Linked DNA regions of Mus musculus: regions 1, 3, 4, 5, 6 and 7 are each linked to region 2. Evidence: chromatin contacts called from public Hi-C, HiChIP or PLAC-seq and promoter capture Hi-C data. All regions are on one chromosome and are shown on one strand. Each heading gives the region's core, a stretch centred on a gene start, on an enhancer-like site or on the middle of the called end of the contact. The rest is flanking DNA. Distances are from core to core; before and after follow the strand shown.

Region 1 (2,700 bases), core at 120-2,619, 710 kb before region 2:
GGCTATAAATCTGGAACCAAAGTCAGTCTTTGAACTCAGGGAATTTCCTTAGCAGGTTGAGGAATCCCGAGGAAAGAACATACAGAAAAAATATATATAAACTTCCTTGAGGCTGGGCAAAGTCTAGTGCTCTGGGCAGAGCTGAGCTCAGGTGCATAGCCCTGTAGGTCAAAGTCAGGAAGCAGTTATGCCTGCCATTATCTGTATGTGGTTTTGCCTCCATGTATATAAGTGCACCTCCGTCACGCCTGGTGCCTGTGAAGCCAGAAGAAGGTGTCAAATGCCCTGGAACTGGAATTTCAGACATTTGTGAGCTGTCACATGGGTGCTGGGAATCGAACCTGGGTCCTCTGGAAGAACAGCAGTGCTATTAACTTCTGGGCCATCTCTCCAGCCCATGACCCTTTTACAATTATTAGAAAATGGTGCCCTTGTTTAAGAAACCCATATTTATATTTGAGTATGCTTGACTTTCCTCAGAGTCCTTCTTTCCCCCCTAACCCTCATGCTTAATCCTGCATTAAAATGTTATTAATAAAATTTCCAACTTGGCTTCATTTAAAAAAATTACTAGTAATGTCAAAAAAGAGAAAGGTTCCTGGAGACTCTGACCAACAACATAACTGGTGAGGAGCTGGTGGAACCAGAGAGGGGCTGTGAACCTGCCAACAGCCTGGATTAGAACCCAAATGTCCAGACTCTAGCCAGGGCTGCCTTTGCTTACCCATGTTTATATTCTTTTAAAAGTTGGATTATGTTGAGCCTGGGAAGAGTGGGACAGAAGACAGTCCGTTCCAACTTGGCTCTGAGCTGCAAGTTCTCCCTGGAGTTATTAGTGCCAAATACCCAACTGTCAGTTCTCTGCCTGGAGTCAGAGACTGATTGCAGGTTTGTCTCCAGACAGAGGGGACTGCTTAGCTGTGTCTTTCAATCTGTGGGGTCCGGGGTTCATTCAGAATGCAGCCAAACAAAACAGAGGTGAGGAGGGGTGTGGGGGCGGGGCGCGTAAAGAAATGTGACAAAGAAGAGATTTAAGTCAGCTCGAAATAGTGAGACAACTTTAAAAGGGCTCTCATCGAGCAGGTAGGTAGGCTGAGGCCCAGCCAGGAACCAGACTGGTTCCGAAAGTCCTCTGGATGTCTCAGGACAAAAGTCATAGCGGGGCTGGGGCTCCGCTGCAGGACTGACTACCCTAAAAGCAGCGGGACGCGAGACTGGAGCCTCCGGGGCCAAGTCCACTGCTGGCTGGCCTCCAGCGTCCCCAGCTCGACTGCACGGATTCCCACGGTTTAGCACCCTCCACCCAGCCCCGGGCCTCCGCACCCACCTGGCTCGGGAAAAGAGACCTGAGACGCAGCGGCTGCTCCACCGGCTCTATGTAGGCGATCAGTAGCTCGCGACCCTCGGACTTGCCATTGATTCTCGCCCCGCCCCACTCTAGGCGTCACCAAGCTCCTCCCTCGCGCCCGTCACTCGCCACGCTGAGTCTTGGGCCTCTTGTCCCTTAGGTTACCCCGTAGCTTCCCTGCTCCCTGTCTCACGCCCTCTCACCGTCCCCTGGCTTCTTAAGGTCACTGTCTCACCCCTCATCACGTTCCTCCCCACTGCCCTTATACTCATTATCACAACCCAGGTGTTCTCTTTGCTTCTCATCTCTATCCCCCGGCCCCCGCCTCCGTGGGATGGAGACACTTAGGGGACCTAGACTAACTTGGGAATGGCAATGGCGGGGAGTGGGGTTAGGGCTCAGGCCGGCTCCCCAAACGCAGTGAGGACTCCAGCAAGGCTCTGTCCCTTTCTGTTCTGAGAGACCCCAGTTGGTTCTAGAAGGGAACTTCTTGTCTCACACACACAGTTTGTTGACTGCAATAACCTAGACACTTGGTTTTAAGATAGGGTCTCACTATGCAGGCAAACGGGTCCTGAGCATCTTCCTGCCTCAGCCTCCCAAGTGCTGGGATAATGGGCGTGCCACCGCCGTGTCTGTCTAACCTAGTTTCTCTCTGTAAAAAAACAAAAAACAAAAAACAAACAAACATTTAAAGGAAAGAAGAGTTTCCCTTTAAATGCGGTTTTCATAACTGAAATACACGTTTATATTCAAAAGTACCGTTGAAAGCAAAAAAGCAAAGCTTTCCTCTCAACCTAGTTGATTCGTGAGGTGCCAAGTAAGCACCTGTATTCTGTGTCTGACGCGTGGATAGAGCAGGAAAATGTCAGTTTCCTGCCTACGCGAACATGGGAGGATCAGGCAAAAACCAAGTTCATAACGGAAATGAGCTGTAAGTGCTGCCAAGGAATTGGCTGGGGGGCAGGGGCAGGAGGGCTTCCCTCTGCTCTTTTCTTCCCCTCCCCCACAGGTACCCTCTTAAAACATCTTCTGTTATCTCCTGGCTCTGTGGACTTTAGATGGACTCAACTCCCTCTCCCTGGGCCTCAGAAAGCAAAGTGCAAAGTCACAGAGCAGTCAGCTCACCTGCCAGACTGGTTTTGCCGAACAAGCTTGCTCCTCAGAAATGGAGGTAGAAAGGATAGCCAGGACATCAGAGGCCCACCTGTTCTTCAGAGAATCCTGGAATCCCTGACTGTATCTCTTTTCAGGGTCACCTCAAACCTAAGCCTGTAGGTTCTGATTCCAACTCTGCCACCCTGGAGACTAGACACGAGTAACTTAGTAAAGCTAGAATCCAGGCTAGCTTT
Region 2 (2,700 bases), core at 158-2,657:
TTTCCGAAAGTTTGCTGAAACCAGACACCTTGCTTGACGGTGCCCGCGTGCAGCCTCGATTTAAAAGGCCGCCTTCAGCGCCCCCCTCTCCGCCCCCAGCGGAGACTTCAAAAGGGCCGGCGTCTGTCGCGGCCTCAGCACCTATGAGCCACCCCCCGCACCCGGAGCTCGAGCTGGAGCCGGAGCACGCGGAGTGGCCGCGGCTGCAGCGCAGGGGGACCGGGCCGGTGGCGCAGGCCCGCGCTCCCATGCTCCTCCCGGCGCCGTCGCGCCCTGTGCGCCTTTAGGGAAGGGGACTGCACCCCCGCCCCCGCGCCCGGGGCTGCGGGGACCCATGACCACAGATGCCGTTAGGCACCCGCCTAAGAACCGACCGGCCAGCGTCACACTTGGGGACCCAGTAAGTGCCCTGGGACTCACGGAGCTCTGGGCGTTTGGAGTGCGCAAAGGTGGATGCATGTGCAATAGAGGGTGCAGGTCCTGTATGCACGCCTGTGGTTGCCATTCGCAGAGGGTCGTGTGCAAGCGGGGAGTGTGCACTCGGGGAGCTGCATGGACTGTGCATGTGGGAGTGTGTGCGCTGTGCATGTGCATTTTGTGCGGGTGTGAGCACTCGGGTGGCTGCCTCTGGGAGCGTAGCGTCTGAGATCGCCAGGAATCCAGACATCCAAAGGTGTTTCGCGGAAGTTCAGTACAGTGCGTGGCTGTGTCTGCGTGTGAATGAGTGTGAGTGTTTGGAGTGTGCCTGCGGGAGTGTGTGTGCGGGAGTGTGGTATGAATCGCCTTGTAGAGGCCAGAAGCTAGAGATTTAGTCTCAGGGCTGAGCCGTGCTCGTGAGTTTGAGAATCTGCCTGGGTGTCAGAGGGTGCCGCGTGGGATTCCGGGGAGTCTCTGGTCGGAGAAAATGCAGAAAGGCCGAACACATTCAGCACGCTTACCCACAGCGGTCTTCCACGGAGCTCTAGGGTGCAAGAGTTTCTGCTAAGAGTTGGGAGTTAAGACAGATGGTTGTCGTGGAAATGTAGATGCCAAGTCAAGGTCCCAACTGTGTTTCTGCATCTCTAGGATCCTCTCAGGAGTAGAATTTTCCCCCTTCCTCCCCCACCGCCCGCTATCGAGGATCCTTAGTGTCATTAATCGTAAATTCCTAATCTCAATTGTGATAGATCCATGAGTAGCCAGGAGGAGGTTCTTTTTCATGAGTCTGTTTTGAGATCTGGGGGTGGGATGTCCCCCTCAGGATGGATAGGTGGACGGTCGCGCGAGGCAACCGATGCTGCATCCCTTGCTGCGTCCGGCAGGGGGCAGCAGTTGGCAGCAGAGGGCGGCCCGGCGCGGGGAGGAGAAGAAGGTGGAGAGCTGCGGCGGGCCGAGACTTTAAATCGCCTTCATTTCCCCCAAATCCTTCCTTTTCCTCTCCTCCCCCAGGCCGGCGGGGAGGCAGCTTCCACCGCCCTCCGCGCGCGCTCTCCCGGCCTTGCTCTGCCTCCAGAGACCGCTAGCGGCCCGCCTCCAAAAGTTTGATCATCTCTCTCTCCCTGCCTTTTCTTGCTTCTTCCTTTTCGGTGGAAGCAGAAAAAGAGCGAGGCAGGGGCGAGCGCGGCTCCGGCAGTCCTGGGACCATGGGCCTGGCGCGGGCGACCGCCGGGCTGGGGCCGTGCTGTCCGTCTGCTCCGGCGCCCCTGGGCGCAGGACTGGGCTGGGGGTGCGCCGGCAGCGCGCTTTGAGCCGGCCTGGCGCGGCGCGGCGGGGGGCTGGCGGCCCCATGGGGCGCGCCCACACTTGCCCCCCGGGCTCCGCAGCATGAAGTAGGGGCCTGCCATGGGCACGGGATTCGCGCGGGGGGCCCGAGGCACAGCGGCGTCAGGACCCGGGGGGTGAGTACAATCCCAGGGTTGCCCCCGATTCAGCTTCCTGAACCTCGGATGTGCACAAGAGTCTGGGGTTCCCTGCCGCACCAGACGCTCGCAGAGTAACGTCAGCTTCCTGTAGCTTCCCGCCAGGCGGGACGCCAGGGGTTAACAGGGGCTGTGCACCCCAGGCCGAGCTCTTTTGAGACTAGGACCAGCAAGGGAGGGTCCGCGCAGAGCCAGACCAGCGATCCCAAGAGGGGTCTAGTGGCAGTGCTCAGAGTGGCAGGCAGGGGGCAGGGGCCGGAGGAGGGAGTCTCGGTGTCTGCAGGTCGCGGGCTTGCATGGCTTTAGTTCCACTGTCCTGTGAATCAAGTTTGTCGGTCGTCAGGTCCGGGTGTCTGTTCCTGGCTCGGCCTCGGGTTCTGCACGTTCCTGCATTTCCTAACCTCTCTGCCTGTGTGAATGTGTCTTCTTGGGTCTGCGTACCTCAAACTTCCCAGCTTCTCCCGGGAAGCCTGCAGTTCCTGTCCCTCTCCTGAGTAAGCAAGGGGTGAGAGCCAGCTTGTGGGAGCGGAAAGGCCCTGGGAGATCACCAAGTCCAACCTCCTTGTACAGATGAGGGAACCGTGGCCAGAGAGGGGCCGGGAATCTCCAGGGCGGGGCCCCCGCACACAGGGGCACCCCACAGTTGGGATTCCCAGCTTGTGCAGAAGTTGTAAGAGTGAGGGATTCAGTCACTATGTGTGGGTGTGTGTGGGAGAACGCGGTCCAGAGGGGCCCTGTGGACTATATCTCAGGCACAAGGCTTGCCTTTCCATCTTGCTGGTACTCTAGGGCTCCCAGAAGA
Region 3 (2,700 bases), core at 199-2,698, 740 kb before region 2:
GCTGAAAGGTCATGATGGCTCTGGATGCCCTGTGGGTTTCTGGGGGAAGCAGATCTACATCTGAACCCCTGATCTGTCTCTGTCCAAATCTGCTTTCCAAAGGCCTACATTAGATAGAGCTCAGAAAATCCTCTTTCGGTTATGTAGTACACAATTCCTTTATAGCCTTTGATACAACTGTGATCCATAGAGCTAACTTGCTGTCATGGGGGCAGAACTGAGTGAAATGAATCTTATTTCAGTAGACTTTTCTCATCCTGTCTGTAGACACACACACACACAAAGATTCAAAACAACAACAACAACAACAAAAAACCTCTCATATGATCCTAGTGACTTGAGATGTCTTATACAAACATTTGCAGTCTGACACAGTATTAACCCAAATATTGAAGAAATGACGCTGTAAAATGTACTACTTAGCAAGGTAGTGAGATGCCCCTTGCCTCTTCACCTACCATGAATCACACAAGACTGAGCAAGTTCCCCGTGACTTGTTATCGAAAAGAACTCTTCCCACTCGGGTTTATTCTAAGAATGTGCCTACTAGGCCTGACTTTTCTTGTGATATATTCTTTTTAATAAATCTCTGTGTATGTGTTCTGGCCTAGCAAGTATGATCACTGAGACTTTTAACATGGCGCTAGTTGTGTACATGATTATTATTATTTTTTTTTTTTTTTTTTGAGACAGGGTTTTACTGTGTAGCCCTGGCTGTCATGGAACGAACTCACTCTGTAGACCAAGCAGGCTGTCCAAGAACTCAGAGATCTGCCTGCTTCTACCGCCTCAATGCTGGGACTAAAGGCATGCACTGCCACTTCCCAACTGGTATAAATGATTTTTTTTTTAAATCCACGCTCTCTTCCCAAATCTTTCACATGGATGTCTATCTAACCTATACTCTCTGTGACTAAGACATCTACACCAGTGTTCAAAGATTAACAAACGACTCGCAGAAGCTTATAGGAGGTGGACTGGTTTGACTCTAATGATAATGTAAAGGAAAAGATTCAGACAGTAAGAGGATTTACAAGACACCCGGTCTCACTGAGGGTCGGCGCTAGATCAGAACTCCCAACGTTGAGGACCATCAGCGTGCAGTTCTTTGTTGTCTTGTTTGTTTTCTTTCTGGCCCTTCAGATTATAAATGCTCCTACTCCTGTCCATTATCTGAACTGCTAAAGCTTACTTTCATGTGCACGTGCCAGGGGAGGATTACGCCAAGATGGAAGCAGGTGAAACCAGGTCCTACACATACCCTCCCAGACCTCCTCCTCACTTCGGGTGGGTGGCTGGCTACCGCTGGGGAGAGCGCGAAGATGCCCCCCGATGCTCCCTCTCTCCCACCTCGGGCTCCATACCCACCGGTGGGCTAGCACCGAGGCCCGAAAGCACGGGTAGCAGGCATCCTTAGCTTCCACAGGTTCCCGCGCCTCCGCCCCTAGCAACCAGGCGCGCGTCGCTAGGGCGGGAGTTCCACCTAAACGCTCCGGGCGTCCACGGCAGCCCCGGAACCCAGGTTCCACGTGCCGGAAGTCCCTCAGGGGCCGAGCCGAGAGAGCGTATTTTCCTTTTCTAATTTGATGGTATGTGAATATTCTATGCAGGGGAGGTTTGTGCTTAACCACGCTACATGAACATGAAGCACCTGTATCCTCCAAGAAAAGCGGTGATATCTGTCGTAGCCACAGCGAGTAAGCGATTAATAAGTGTCACTTTGTAATTATTATTCGCCCAGAAAATTTATTTTAAATGTCCCTGAATATAGACAGAGATTTTCTCCATTGAACATTTCCCAAACATCTTAATCCATTCCTCTCATTTGGCATGTGTGTGTTTATTTTTACTAATTTTTCTAAATAGATAAAGTAATGAGTTTCAAATATATGGAAGGTTTTGATTGTGCCGTTCGCCTTTGTGTGGGGACCATGTTAATTTGTTTTCTGTGTCAATCCACTTTTTAAAAAACGGTTTGAAAATAACTTATTTTATAAGTGTGAGTGCTTTATCTGCATATACATATATATATATATATATATATATATATATATATATATATATATATATAATTTGTGTGCCTACTGAGTTCTAATCCTACAGAACGTGAGTTACCGATGGTTGTGAGCTCGATGGTTGTGAGCTGCCCTGTGGGTTTTGGGAACTGAACCTGTGTCTTCTGCAGGTGCTATAAGTGCTCTTAACCGCTGAGCCATCTCTCCAGTTCCTATATTGTTCCAATTTTAACACATGTGCTGCCAAACTGAATACTTTTCACTTTGTTTTTCATCAAACTGGGATGAGCCAGCACCACAAACAAAAAGACTGTCAGTACCTTCTTCAGATTCAAATGGGAAGGTACTAACAAAAGACTAACATCTCGAGAGATGACTTAGCGGTTAAGAGATCCTGAGTTCAATTCCCAGCAACCTCATGACAGCTCATAACCATGTGGGATCTGATGCTCTCTTCTGGAACACAGGTGTGCATGTTCTAGCTCTACAGGTAGAGCACTCATATTCACAAAATAAATAAATCTTTTAAAAAATAGTTGTTAGGTAAATTTTGGAGTCAGTGTATAACCCATTGCTATGGCAAAATACTAGCAGTAGAATAGACTTCTACTGATTTCTACAAAATACTGTATTTCTACAAAATACTGGCAGTAGAATAGACTTCTACTGATTTGGGTCAAGTACA
Region 4 (2,700 bases), core at 116-2,615, 690 kb before region 2:
CACTGATACTGATGAGCATTTTTTTTATATATGGTTTAAGAGACAGAAGAGTACGTGGATACCTTCTAGAGCTTCTTTCAATGGTGTTATGAATCGCTGGAATTCCATCTCTTCCATGGCTGACAGCACGTCACTGGCATTGAGAGTCTTGCGCTTTCCTTTCATTGCGAAGTTATTGGCACTGGAAGAAAGAGCAACGCCCTTCAGAAGCTGTCAGAGTGGGTGGAGGCATGACCCCCAGGAATGGGGTGGGAAAGCCGTATTTATCGTAGATGAATGGATTGTGTGTGTGTGTGGCATGGCTCAGTTCATCCCCTTCCCATACAAAGGGCTACGGTAACCGTCTTGTTTAACCTGCTCCAGAATGTGTGACAACTGGAAGAGAGCCGTAAGTCGCTCTCTACTGAGGCAGGGAACTGGGGCCTGTAGGTTCCAGGCCACGAACGCGGGGTCAGGATCCCGCTGCGCCTCCCTTCAGCCTCTGCTCAGCTCACCAGGATGTGGCATACAAAACGAAGACACTGGCGGCGCGGGAGATGGCGCTTCGGGCCTCCTTGGAGATGTTGACACCGTCCGGGAGCTGCGAGGAGAGTGGAGATGAACACACACGCGGATTCTGTTAACCTTCTGCCCACACGTCCGCCCTCGACCCATTCGCCAGCCCGAGCGGCTCACCGCCTCCTTGATGATCCTGGTGATGACGGCGTTGGGCAGATTTAGGTCCTCGGGCCTCTCCGCCATTGCCTCCGCTGGGGCCCGACCCTCCTGCTCAGGTCTCCAGACAGTTCTGGTGTCTGGACTTCCCGCGTCGCTAAAATATGACCCTCGGAGGCTTCCGTCCTACCCCACGTTGCCAGTGTCCCACAGTGCTTTGCGCACCACAGCCTCTCTGCTACATCAGCCCCGCCACAAGTCCCCAGTGTAGCCCAGCTTTCCATGTCGCAATGGTTTAGGACCATTGAAATTTCCATCCGCTTCCACGGCATCCCGGACGTTCCACTCCAGGCTTGTTTCTCTACTACACATCGCGAGAGCTTTCGCACCACACTAAGTTTGACTCTCTGAGGTTTCCGTCGATTCTCCCAGCGTGCCGTTCGCCGCTGCTAGGCAACCGTGTGGCCTGGTGCCTAGCTTGGAAAGGGTAGGCGTAGACTGAGCCGGGAGAGGCGGGACTCGGACTGCCAAGTGGGCGGGGCTCTCTATAAGAGGTGGGCGGGGCCAAAGCTTTAACGCGCTTTCGCAATCTCAGCATTGTCTCCAGAGGCTCAGAACGTAGTAACTCTTTGGAATCTGCTTTGATCCCGCAAAATCGCGAACGACTGACACTTGAGTGCCCACCGCCCTTTTTTTTTTTTTTTTTTTTTGGCTCGGAACTCAGTGTAGATTTTCATTCAATTCTATTGCACCGATTGATGCAGTAGTATTGTCCATCTTTAATCTTATGCCCTTCACAACTTTGTGATAATTATATTAAGGATAAGTGTTAATCTAAAATTTCGTTTAAAAAAATGCCATTACTTTACTAGGACAGCAGTAACAAGGGCAATATCAAAAGACGCCTGATGAGACTTCGGAGCTCAATTTGGTCTGGTTCGGTACTGAAAGCGCAAGAATCATTTGATTGTAAGAATAATGCATTGTATTCTCATTCAAAAACCCAAGTTAAAGTTGTATTTTTTAAATCATTAAGTGATTCATTGTATATTTTTCTTATCAAAAATCATCACTTGATTTTACATTTTCAATGTTGCTTTAAGTTGTATAATTAAGTACTGAAAAAAATACTCCTACTGAGAACTAATGCTGGATTATTTCCTTCTTTTCTTTTCTTTTCTTTTCTTTTCTTTTCTTTTCTTTTCTTTTCTCTTTTCTTTCCTTCCTTCCTTCCTTCCTTCATATCTCTCTCTCTCTCTCTCTCTCTCTCTTTCTTTCTTTTTAAAACATGTTGTTCCAAAACGTGTTTTTTTTAAAATTTTTGATGGGGACATTACAAAGAAGTTTTTCCCTATTTGGAGAAACAAAACAAAAACAACCCGACAGGGTTGGGATGATGAACAATACTGAGGGATTGTTCTGGTGGAAAGAACTCTGCACTTAGAACAGGCCTGGATTAAAGATGTCATAAGCCTTAGTTCCAGCCACTATTTATCTAGAACTGGTGCTGTCAGGCCTTGTGATCTAGGAGAGAAGCCAGAAAGCTAACATTCTGGACCATTTCAGTTTTTAAAACATTGGCTCAAAGTGCTTGCCAAGCTAAGTAGGCCAGGTGCAGCCCAGGCCACTAGATTCCTATCTCTAATTTAAATTAGAAGCTGTTTAGAACAGAGAGATTGTTTATTGCTACTCTCTACGCCCCAAACAGGTCCACTCATTTGACAGTCAGTAAATGTGTTGAATAGAAGAAGAAACCGACAATGTCCTTAAAAGTTAGAAAGGGGACAGGGTGAGATGACTCAGTGGATGAAGACACTTTTGGGTTGAAGACTGTGTAGTCTCTGGGCTCATTTCAGGATGGCCTTCCTGCTGACCTTCTCATGTGCCCCATGGCACCCATGCCCACCAAAGAAATGAATACAATGGAATTATATGTTAAAAGGAATAAGATAGTTGTAGTGACTGCATAACATCTTTAAAAGAGGGATTGATAATAGTTTAGTATAACTTTATTTATTTCTCTCCCTGTGTGTATAATGTATGTAC
Region 5 (2,700 bases), core at 94-2,593, 830 kb after region 2:
TCTCCTAATGGTGCCAACACACCCCTTGCTTGTAAAACACTACGTGCCAGGCTAGCAGGCTGTCTCAGATTGGGCAAGATAAGAAGGCAGAGGCTTTGGGGGTAAGCAGACACACTGAAAAACTGGGTTAAGAGGCCCCGCTTTTCACGTCCAGGGTGTTGGCAGCTTTGGGCCATGACAGAGATTGCCCAGTTGCTGATTTGATCTTTTTTGTTCCTCATTCGCTCCTCATTATAAGGGGAGCTGCTGTCCCCACTTTAGAGAAGTGGAAACTAAGGTCCATAGAAGTTACATATTTTCCTGACACATTTATGTTGTAGTGGCACTAGTGGGAATGCCCAAGCCACTTCTAGGGTCAAACCCCAACCTCTTATTCCCCCTGTCACAACGATGGCATAGAGGAATCTCTGTGCTCTTTCCAAAGTTCACCAGGGAAGGGAATATGTTACTGGGGTTCTGGGATAAAGTGTCAGGAGGGAGGCCGATTTGGGAGCAATATGGGGTTCAGATGCCTCCAAACCTTCTACACATGCCCCACCTGAGGTCTCTGAATCAGGAGGATGGCACCCTGCTTCAAGAACCCACAGACGTGCCCACCAGTTTCATCTTACAGCCTGTGGGCTTTTCATCCGTGCCCAGAACTCATCTCCTAGCTCTGGTATCCAGCTCTTATCTTTCCCCAGAGTGGACACTGAGGATCAAATGGGACAAGAGGGGAACGAAAACTGTCAAGTGCTGAGACTGTGTAGATGCACGGTTGTGTTCTCCCTACTACGGGTACGTGGTACTCATCCCACCCAAGTGCTGTGAGTGAATGCCACTTTAAAATGCAACTTCTCTAACGCTCCAAAAGGGGAAAATCCACAGGTGAGAATCAACGAGGTAAAAGGGTAAGAGTTAAAGTAAGACATTTCCTCCAAAGAAAGGCAGAGACAAAACTTTACCAAAAGTTCCCTGAGTTCCTCTGACTATTGACAGATCCATACCAAATACATGACCGCAGGAGGGCAAGCACAGAATAATCGGGCCGCATCTGATCACACCGGGCTTGGAAATTAAACAAAAGTTTTATAGTTACAAACCCACATCTTACTGGGTACCGGGAATGCCAGGAGCACACCAGAAAGATCCTGGGTGATGGGATCAACAGACTCACCTTTTCCAGGTCGGGAAAAGCAAAGTCTCTGGGTGCACCAGCTCCGTGAAGAAGTACCTGGGTTAAGCCACAACGAGTTCCCAAGCGCGCGGTCCCTAGCGTCTTCCCAGCCACTGTCTGTGCCCACCAGAGGCTAGGGTGTGTGTCTGCGCGCGGGAGAGACGCGTGACAGTAGGCAGGCTGTGGCCGGAGCAGCCAGCTTTGGCAGGCTTATATAGGGAGCTCCTTCCTCTGTAATGGGACGCCTCGCCTCCAGACATCCTTTCCCACTTTTTTTTTTTTCAGTTGGTGAGTTAAAGGCACAGCCCTCCCAGCGGAACAGGGTTAGCTCATGAAAGACGCACTCACTCCAGGCGCGCCGCCAGCTAACGGACCATTTGCATACAATTTATAGTGAAGAAAAAAAAAAGTAGGAATTTCAGCTCCCTCCGCCCCCGCAGAGTAGTTGTTAGTGAAGTGTGATTTTTGCATTGCTCCACAAATGAGTATTCTAATTGTGAAACAGAAGCCTTGGGAACTGGGATATGAGGGAACTGGATCCTGGCGCTGCTCCTGGACTAGAGCAAGCTGGAAACACGACCTGGGTTCCCTCAGGCTCTGGGCAGCAGCTGCGGGGTGGCACCTCGGAGAAAGCCTGAGGGCTGAACCTGAGTTCCTGGAAAGAGGAGATCGAGGAGAGTTGAGCAAGCCCGGGGCAGTTCAGGTTTCTCTTGGCCAGCTTGGAGATAACCCAAGATTAGTTCTCAGCAGGTGGGAACCATACTGGGAGCTTAGAAAAGTGAGCTTTTCTGAAGCAGGACCCAGCGGTGCCCAGCTGCCTGGAGGAATCTTTATCCAGATCCCAATGTCCCCTCAGGAGTCACTTTTTGACATTGTTTATGCCACATACTAAGTGCTTTCTACTTAGTAGGGTCTACTAAGTAGGGTGTAGTACTTAGCTCAGGGTGTACTCCTGAGCTCTCAGTGTACCTAGGTGCTGAGTGAAGACTTTTTTTTTTTTTTCTTAGAGAAGCACTAATATATTTCAAAAGGTAACACTATTTAGGTTGAAGTCCTCATTTAGCATGTTAAAGTATCCCCAAGGCACCTGGGGCCAAGCTCAGCTCACGGTACTTCTGGGCTTGTTTGGGACAGTGCTTATACCCTGCAATTTAGAGAAGCAGTTTAATGCCATCAAGGAATTGTGCCTGGGAAGCACTTAGAATTCATGGCTCCATGACACATTGGTGACCAGAAACAGTGAGTGATGCTTAAGTAGGAAACTGTCACCCATGACAACAGACACAGCTGCTTTGCTGGACTGTGGAAAATGCATCTCTTTGTTCTGTAATTTAGAAGAGACTTCTGATGTTTTAATTAACAACTATTATCGGAAATTTCAACCATCCACTTACTGATTGATACCATCCTTCAGCCTTTCTCATAACATTTAGTTTCAATCTCCCTGGGAGAATAAAGCAAGACAAAATTAGGCTATCCCTAGGGTGGCACCGATTCCAGGACTCGAAGACTGCCTGCTTAAGTGTTCCCTATCCCCCCCCCCC
Region 6 (2,700 bases), core at 137-2,636, 650 kb after region 2:
CAGACAGTGTGTAAGAGTTCTCTCTCAAGGATACTTTTCTAAGCTACGGTTTGACTTTCTCCCCCTACCCCCATTTCAAACAAACGAAATTTCCCAAGATGGTGTGGCCCTGCACATTATGTGTGCATCTCAGAGGGTACAGGTGACAAAAACACTGCTACTTTTCAACACCCTGAACTCTTCAAAGCCAGTGGCTTGTGAGGAAGCTTTCGATTTCTTTTGTGGGTTTTAACATTGAAATAGCAGAGCTCTGGGAAGACTTGGCCTCTCTCTCTCTCTCTCTCTCTCTCTCTCTCTCTCTCTCTCTCTCTCTCCCTCTCCCTCTCTCTCTCCCTCTCTCTCTCTCTCTCTCTCTCTCTCTCTCTCTCTCAAATATCACAGTCTTTAAAAAGTAGCTCCTCACTAAAAACAAGCAAGCAAGCAAGAAAACAACCACAACAAACAAACAAACAATAGCAACAACAGACTCTCGGCAAAAGAGAGGCCTCAGAAGTCCTGGGAGCACGGATTGAGGACATAACCTTAGAATTAGGATGAGCGCCTTACAGAGGTGATACCCACATGCGCACTCGCCATCAGGGCTCCCTATGCTTCCTCCCTCCATACTGTGAGGCTGTGACCCATCTGGGCTTCAATCTTAACTTCTCAAGGTCAGCAGCTCTTCTGTTGGCTCCAGTACATCTGGAAATTTTTGAGCTCATGTCCAGTTCTATTTCTTTTAAAAAATTCCCACTGAGTGCAGAAAGTTCATTTCTAGTTTTTCCCCTTTTCTCTGATATAATCTCTCTCTATATATGCATAGTTTTACTTATTTTCACTTTTTAAATTTTTTTTTTTTTTTTTTTTTTTTTTTGCTCCTAGTTAAACTATTCATTAGCTTCCCAGAGCTGTTCCTCTAGAGGACACACATTATAAATGAGGAAAGAAAAGCAGAAAAAAGATGTTTACTCACCTTTTTCTGGACTACCAGTACCAGAATGATCGCCACTGCCACAACAAGGCACACCAGTGCGGTGGTGCTGAGGTAGAAGTAGCTGCGACTTGTGCTTCTCCAGGGCCTCGTGCTTCTCCAGGGGCTGGCTACCGAGCCGGGCTGCACCTGCATGGCTGGGTCAGGGGAAGGAGCCCCACAGCTGCCTGCTTGTTGCAGCCCTGGCTCCATGCTTTATATAGTCTGTCCCACATCACACCTTATCTCTCCTCATCTGATTCGGTTCTGTACCCAGCTCTGTTCCAAGAAGGATTTTCCCCTGCATCCTGGATCATGTGACTTGGAAAAAAGCCTTCACCAGTTGCCGGATGGAGAAACTCTTCTCTGGGGGCGTGAGGCGAAGGGTGGCTGCAAGGGTGGGGGAGAGGTTCATTTTTCATCGCCTGGGATTAATCTGAGTGCAGAGAAATTGTAGCGAGATAGACGATGGTTGATGTCAGCGGGTGGTAGGAAGGAGACAGTTCCGCGTGAGTGTACACCAACCACTTCTGTTTCCTTTAGGCTCAGCCACAGAACGCCTTGCCGCGGGGACCCTGCACACTGCATGATCCATGCTGGTGGCCCAGGAAGCTTCCAGATTAGTCTCTTTGCTGGGTCCCTGGAGATGGCAGTCCTTTGTCAGCAGCACAATGACTGTTGGGGTTGTCCAACAATTACAGCATGCTCTAAACTGGAAACATACCCATTTCTGGGAAAGAAGAGCCCACTGTTTGGGCATTTACCTACCTGGAGACAAGGTTGTGGCAGTAGGATATTTGAGGATAGTTTCAAAGACATGGTGAGAGAAGAGGAATTTGGAAATAATTTGCTGTTGAACCAAAGCTCCTCTATCTCTTGCAGGGTGCTCTCCAGGGCTGTTAAATTTGCCGATGAAACTGGCTTGCCCTAAAGTTCATACTAGGGGAAGAAATTAGTGAGGGGGTCAGGAAGGGGAGGCTCAGTGCTGTGGAACGAGTGTGTGAAGTGTCTGTGGGTTGTATGGGGGTGCAAATAGTGTTCCAGGTGTTTGTGATGAGTTTGTGGACAGAGGTTACTAGAATTGAACATTCTGGCTCAGGTACAGTCTTGGGAACTTGGCTTAGAGGCTGACTTCACACTCGTCACCAGCCTCAGAGGCAAGTAGTATTTCTTCTTCACAGCATAGAGAACTGAGACCCAGCATAAAAGCATTCTTAATCAAATCTACCAGTGTTAATCTAATGGTAAAACTTGGTGGTATATGCAAACCAGCCTGGCTCCAAAAGCCTGCCGGACCCTTTCCTTACAGGCTGAAAACCTCAGGTTGCATCTTAGCCTTTCCTCTTCTCAGCATTGCTCCTTGAATAAGTCAACGCAGCCCCTGCTTTCACCCCAGTCTGCTTTGCAGTCATGGGGAAGATCAAACAGGATGATGTAAGAGGGCTTCCTGAATGGGAATGGACTTGGCAGCTGTTGTTGAACAATTCCTGTTAAACAGCCCAAGTTGCCCTCTGGGCCATGTCTGGAATTTCATATAATAAATAGATTTCTGGGACACAGAGCTGGATCGTATCTGTTGCTATGAATGACCTTTCTTTCAGAATATTCTCTAAAAGCTTCAGAGCTGCCTCCAGATGTGGCCTTCTGAAACCTCACTTGCTATTTCCCTTGAGGTAGACAGCACCTTCTCTTTTGACTATACACTACCTCTGCAGGTCACAGGACATGTCAGAAGCCCCAAAGAAATGCCG
Region 7 (2,700 bases), core at 165-2,664, 600 kb before region 2:
GCCTTGGCTCACTCCCTTGTGGAACATACAGTTCAACATATCACTGGCCATCACAGTAGCTGCCTGCCGCCTGCAGCTTCTGAGCACCTGGCTGGAGCAAGCAGAGCTGAGGAACAGAGCCACAGCTTCTAGTTCGTGTTAGGTAACGTCAGCGTGTCCTGTGCAAACATCCAGCCTCTCTTATAGTGCTTGGATAATCTGCCAGATGTGTTTTTTATGGCTTCACTAGGAGTCTAGAGGCTTCCTCTAGCTCCAGGGATAGCTCCAAAGATCTCCCCACTCTCTGTGTGGAGAGAGTAACTATGGGCCCACCCTAGGAATATGTGGGAATGACTTGGATACCTGCGTTGCAGGTCTCTAGGTGGCCCATGAAAGACCTGCTTTGTGTTAGATTCCTGTCTACTGTCCCATGTCCCCGAGGACACTGTTCTGAGTTGGATTTGGGGGTTTGTGCACCTGATGATGTCCACAGTGCTCAGCAGAGACAGTGACTGGCAGAGGTGTGGGGAAGTGAGAGGTCACTTATTCAAATCCTCCATTTGAAAGACCTTGAGGTGTAGGTCACCTGCCCAGGGTCACTCAGCAATCAAACCAAGGCACAGCCTCTGTTCTAACTACATGAGTGAGCAGGTGGGCTTTTCTGGGGGTCTCCTAGGAGGGCAGAGGGGCTTGGGTTCATGCTGTGCTACCCACGAGAACTGATCCTGGGATGTCAAGGTACTGACTGCAGGCCTGGGTCCTAACCTGGCATTTGACTGTAACCTCTCTAGGCCTCCCCTTCTTTGTTGTTACGATGTGGAGTCAGGTGCCCCGTGGCTGGGAGCCCATTTGCACATTTGACCATTTGGTCTGCGTGCCATCATTTCCTTCGCATAGCCTGTCTATTGTGAATTCAGAAGCTGACTCTTAAGTAGCTCCTGAGTGTCCATCAGCCTCCAGATGTTTCGAATGCCCTGACTTAAGATGGGTTGTTTATGGGTATAGTGTTCACAGCATCCTGGATTGTCCCCATTGGGCTGGTCTACTGGATTTTGGACCCTGGGACTCACAAGGAGGTGTGCTGTTACAGAACAGGGTGTGTTTTCTGCTTGAGTTTCCCTCCAGCAGGCAGTCAGGGCTGTTTGTGAGAACACTGCTCTCACAGAGCGTCCCAGGGCAGAGAATGCAGCCAGAACAAAGGCGCCCTCTCCCCGCCAGCCAGGCCCGAGGAATACTAACTAGTTGACAGGAATTTTAATATAAAACTCTCCCTCTTCCTTGTCATTCTGAGGTTTCAGGAAGCCTTCGGGCTTATCTGCAGAGGCACACAGCACAGACAGGGCCCGGGGAGGTGAGAGGTGATTTCCTGCCATTCTTCTGAGAGGCGGGCTTCCCAGGGCGGTCATGCCAGGCTGACAGGGTGCAGTGTGGGCTCCCGCTACTGGGGGGGGAGAGCTGGGTTTTCATGGGGAGGCAGCCGAGGCAGGATCCGCAGCCATGAACCGCTTCAATGGGCTCTGCAAAGTGTGTTCAGAACGCCGCTACCGGCAGGTGGGTGCTTGATCCCCTGGGTACTGTGATAGTGGGAATCAGGGATGGGGCTCATCCATATAGAATCTCTCTCTCCACAAGCCCATCTATGCCTCCCCCTGTTCCCTGCAGGCACATTAGAGACAGGGGTTGGTCCCATGGCCCAGCCTGCTACCTACTGCCCCGGGTTATAGGCAGCTGAGGCCAGTTCTGAGTGTTTTCCTATCCACTGCCTGGGATCCTTGATGAGATGAGTTAGCTGTTGCTGCTTGGTTTTTGCTTTTGCTTTTATTATCTAGGAGGAGGTGATTGGAATAAAAAAAGCGCCATGTCAGGTCTGAGATTAGTGGTGCTGGGTTTGGGCTGGGGGGCTAAGGGACTCCCGAAAGCTGCAGTTTTGCTGACTTTCCTGTTTCTGGTGGGCAGCGGTACCCATGATGTCCCTTGTGTGTACTGGTGTGTGCATCTAGGTGAGGTGTGTTGTAAGCGTATGTGTATCTTTTCCTCCCGGCTGCCACCATTGCCTTGAAGTGACTCCGGGATTGCTGTGGCTCTGGAGGCCAACTTCACTGCATCTGTCTCTTAGCTCCTGGGCTGGGAGGCAGGGAAGAGTCAGGAGTGATGGTCACGTTCACCCCAAAGACTCTTCTAGAACTAGCTTTTCTTTCTTTCTTTCTTTCTTTCTTTCTTTCTTTCTTTCTTTCTTTCTTTCTTTCTTTCTTTTTAAGATTTATTTATTTATGTATGTATGTGAGTACACTGTAGCTGTACAGATGGTTGTGAGCCTTCATGTGGTTATTGGAAATTGAATTTTTTAGGATCTCTGCTTGCTCCAGCCAACCCCACTTGCTACGGTCAGCCCCGTTTGCTCCAGCCCAAAGCTTCATTTTTTATTATTATACATAAGTGCACTGTAGCTGACTTCAGACTCATCAGAAGGGGGTGTCAGATCTCATTACGGGTGATTGTGAGCCACCATGTGGTTGCTGGGATTTGAACTCAGGACCTTCTGAAGAGCACTCAGTGCTCTTACCTGCTGAGTCATCTCACCAGCCCACTTTTATTTCTTATACATAGGAATGGGGATCAGGAGTAGGGATGAAGGTAAAATATATCCAGATTTGTGTAGTGTCCAAGATGGAGGGACCACACGAATTGCCCTGACTGTAAAAAATACAGAGAAGACCCTCT

The links. Promoter capture Hi-C pulls out the DNA fragments that hold promoters and counts their contacts. Hi-C and Micro-C count contacts between places; a contact is called where the count stands out from the background. HiChIP or PLAC-seq counts read pairs in DNA pulled down with a chosen protein or histone mark.
Region 1: a contact with region 2 is called in a promoter capture Hi-C map of second pharyngeal arch cranial neural crest. The contact joins the promoter of Hdhd3 here to the promoter of Col27a1 in region 2. A contact is called at or near these places in 4 of 39 promoter capture datasets (the C10 cell line, pre-B cells and second pharyngeal arch cranial neural crest), 1 of 484 Hi-C or Micro-C datasets (liver) and 3 of 115 datasets of contacts at active chromatin or transcription factors (embryonic stem cells and pancreatic cancer cells).
Region 3: a contact with region 2 is called in a promoter capture Hi-C map of liver, with 2.9 times the contacts expected there. The contact joins the promoter of Wdr31 here to the promoter of Col27a1 in region 2. A contact is called at or near these places in 3 of 39 promoter capture datasets (hippocampal neurons, liver and pre-B cells) and 1 of 115 datasets of contacts at active chromatin or transcription factors (astrocytes).
Region 4: a contact with region 2 is called in an H3K4me3 HiChIP or PLAC-seq map of embryonic stem cells, with 8 read pairs. The contact joins the promoter of 4933430I17Rik here to the promoter of Col27a1 in region 2. A contact is called at or near these places in 2 of 39 promoter capture datasets (hippocampal neurons and pre-B cells), 1 of 484 Hi-C or Micro-C datasets (liver) and 7 of 115 datasets of contacts at active chromatin or transcription factors (astrocytes, bone marrow-derived macrophages, embryonic stem cells and 1 more).
Region 5: a Hi-C map of muscle stem cells shows a contact between it and region 2, with 4 times the contacts expected there. The contact joins the promoter of Tnc here to the promoter of Col27a1 in region 2.
Region 6: a promoter capture Hi-C map of pre-B cells shows a contact between it and region 2, with 6 times the contacts expected there. The contact joins the promoter of Tnfsf8 here to the promoter of Col27a1 in region 2. A contact is called at or near these places in 4 of 39 promoter capture datasets (embryonic stem cells, hippocampal neurons, liver and 1 more) and 1 of 9 other capture datasets (liver).
Region 7: a contact with region 2 is called in a promoter capture Hi-C map of embryonic stem cells, with 6 read pairs. The contact joins the promoter of Rgs3 here to the promoter of Col27a1 in region 2. A contact is called at or near these places in 3 of 39 promoter capture datasets (embryonic stem cells, hippocampal neurons and stem cell-derived epiblast-like cells) and 1 of 115 datasets of contacts at active chromatin or transcription factors (the 230-238 cell line).

The regions. Positions count from the first base shown.
Region 1 is chr4:62,500,831-62,503,530 of GRCm38.p6, forward strand. Hdhd3 (haloacid dehalogenase-like hydrolase domain containing 3) reads right to left here and starts at 1,370. Exons shown (of 2, transcript NM_024257.1): 1 at 1,328-1,370.
Region 2 is chr4:63,214,005-63,216,704 of GRCm38.p6, forward strand. Col27a1 (collagen, type XXVII, alpha 1) reads left to right here and starts at 1,408. Exons shown (of 61, transcript NM_025685.3): 1 at 1,408-1,877. The coding sequence starts at 1,822.
Region 3 is chr4:62,469,451-62,472,150 of GRCm38.p6, forward strand. It overlaps Wdr31 (WD repeat domain 31), which reads right to left and starts at 1,449. Exons shown (of 11, transcript NM_023597.3): 1 at 1,369-1,449.
Region 4 is chr4:62,524,256-62,526,955 of GRCm38.p6, forward strand. It overlaps 4933430I17Rik (RIKEN cDNA 4933430I17 gene), which reads left to right and starts at 1,366. Exons shown (of 14, transcript NM_001356421.2): 1 at 1,366-1,623. Pole3 (polymerase (DNA directed), epsilon 3 (p17 subunit)) reads right to left here and starts at 759. Exons shown (of 4, transcript NM_021498.2): 1 at 676-759; 2 at 495-580; 3 at 63-181. The coding sequence starts at 741.
Region 5 is chr4:64,045,593-64,048,292 of GRCm38.p6, forward strand. Tnc (tenascin C) reads right to left here and starts at 1,344. Exons shown (of 27, transcript NM_001369211.1): 1 at 1,157-1,344. All of the region lies in intron 4 of 8030451A03Rik (a long non-coding RNA gene), which reads left to right.
Region 6 is chr4:63,859,898-63,862,597 of GRCm38.p6, forward strand. Tnfsf8 (tumor necrosis factor (ligand) superfamily, member 8) reads right to left here and starts at 1,387. Exons shown (of 4, transcript NM_009403.3): 1 at 953-1,387. The coding sequence starts at 1,162.
Region 7 is chr4:62,618,258-62,620,957 of GRCm38.p6, forward strand. Rgs3 (regulator of G-protein signaling 3) reads left to right here and starts at 1,415. Exons shown (of 16, transcript NM_134257.3): 1 at 1,415-1,530. The coding sequence starts at 1,477.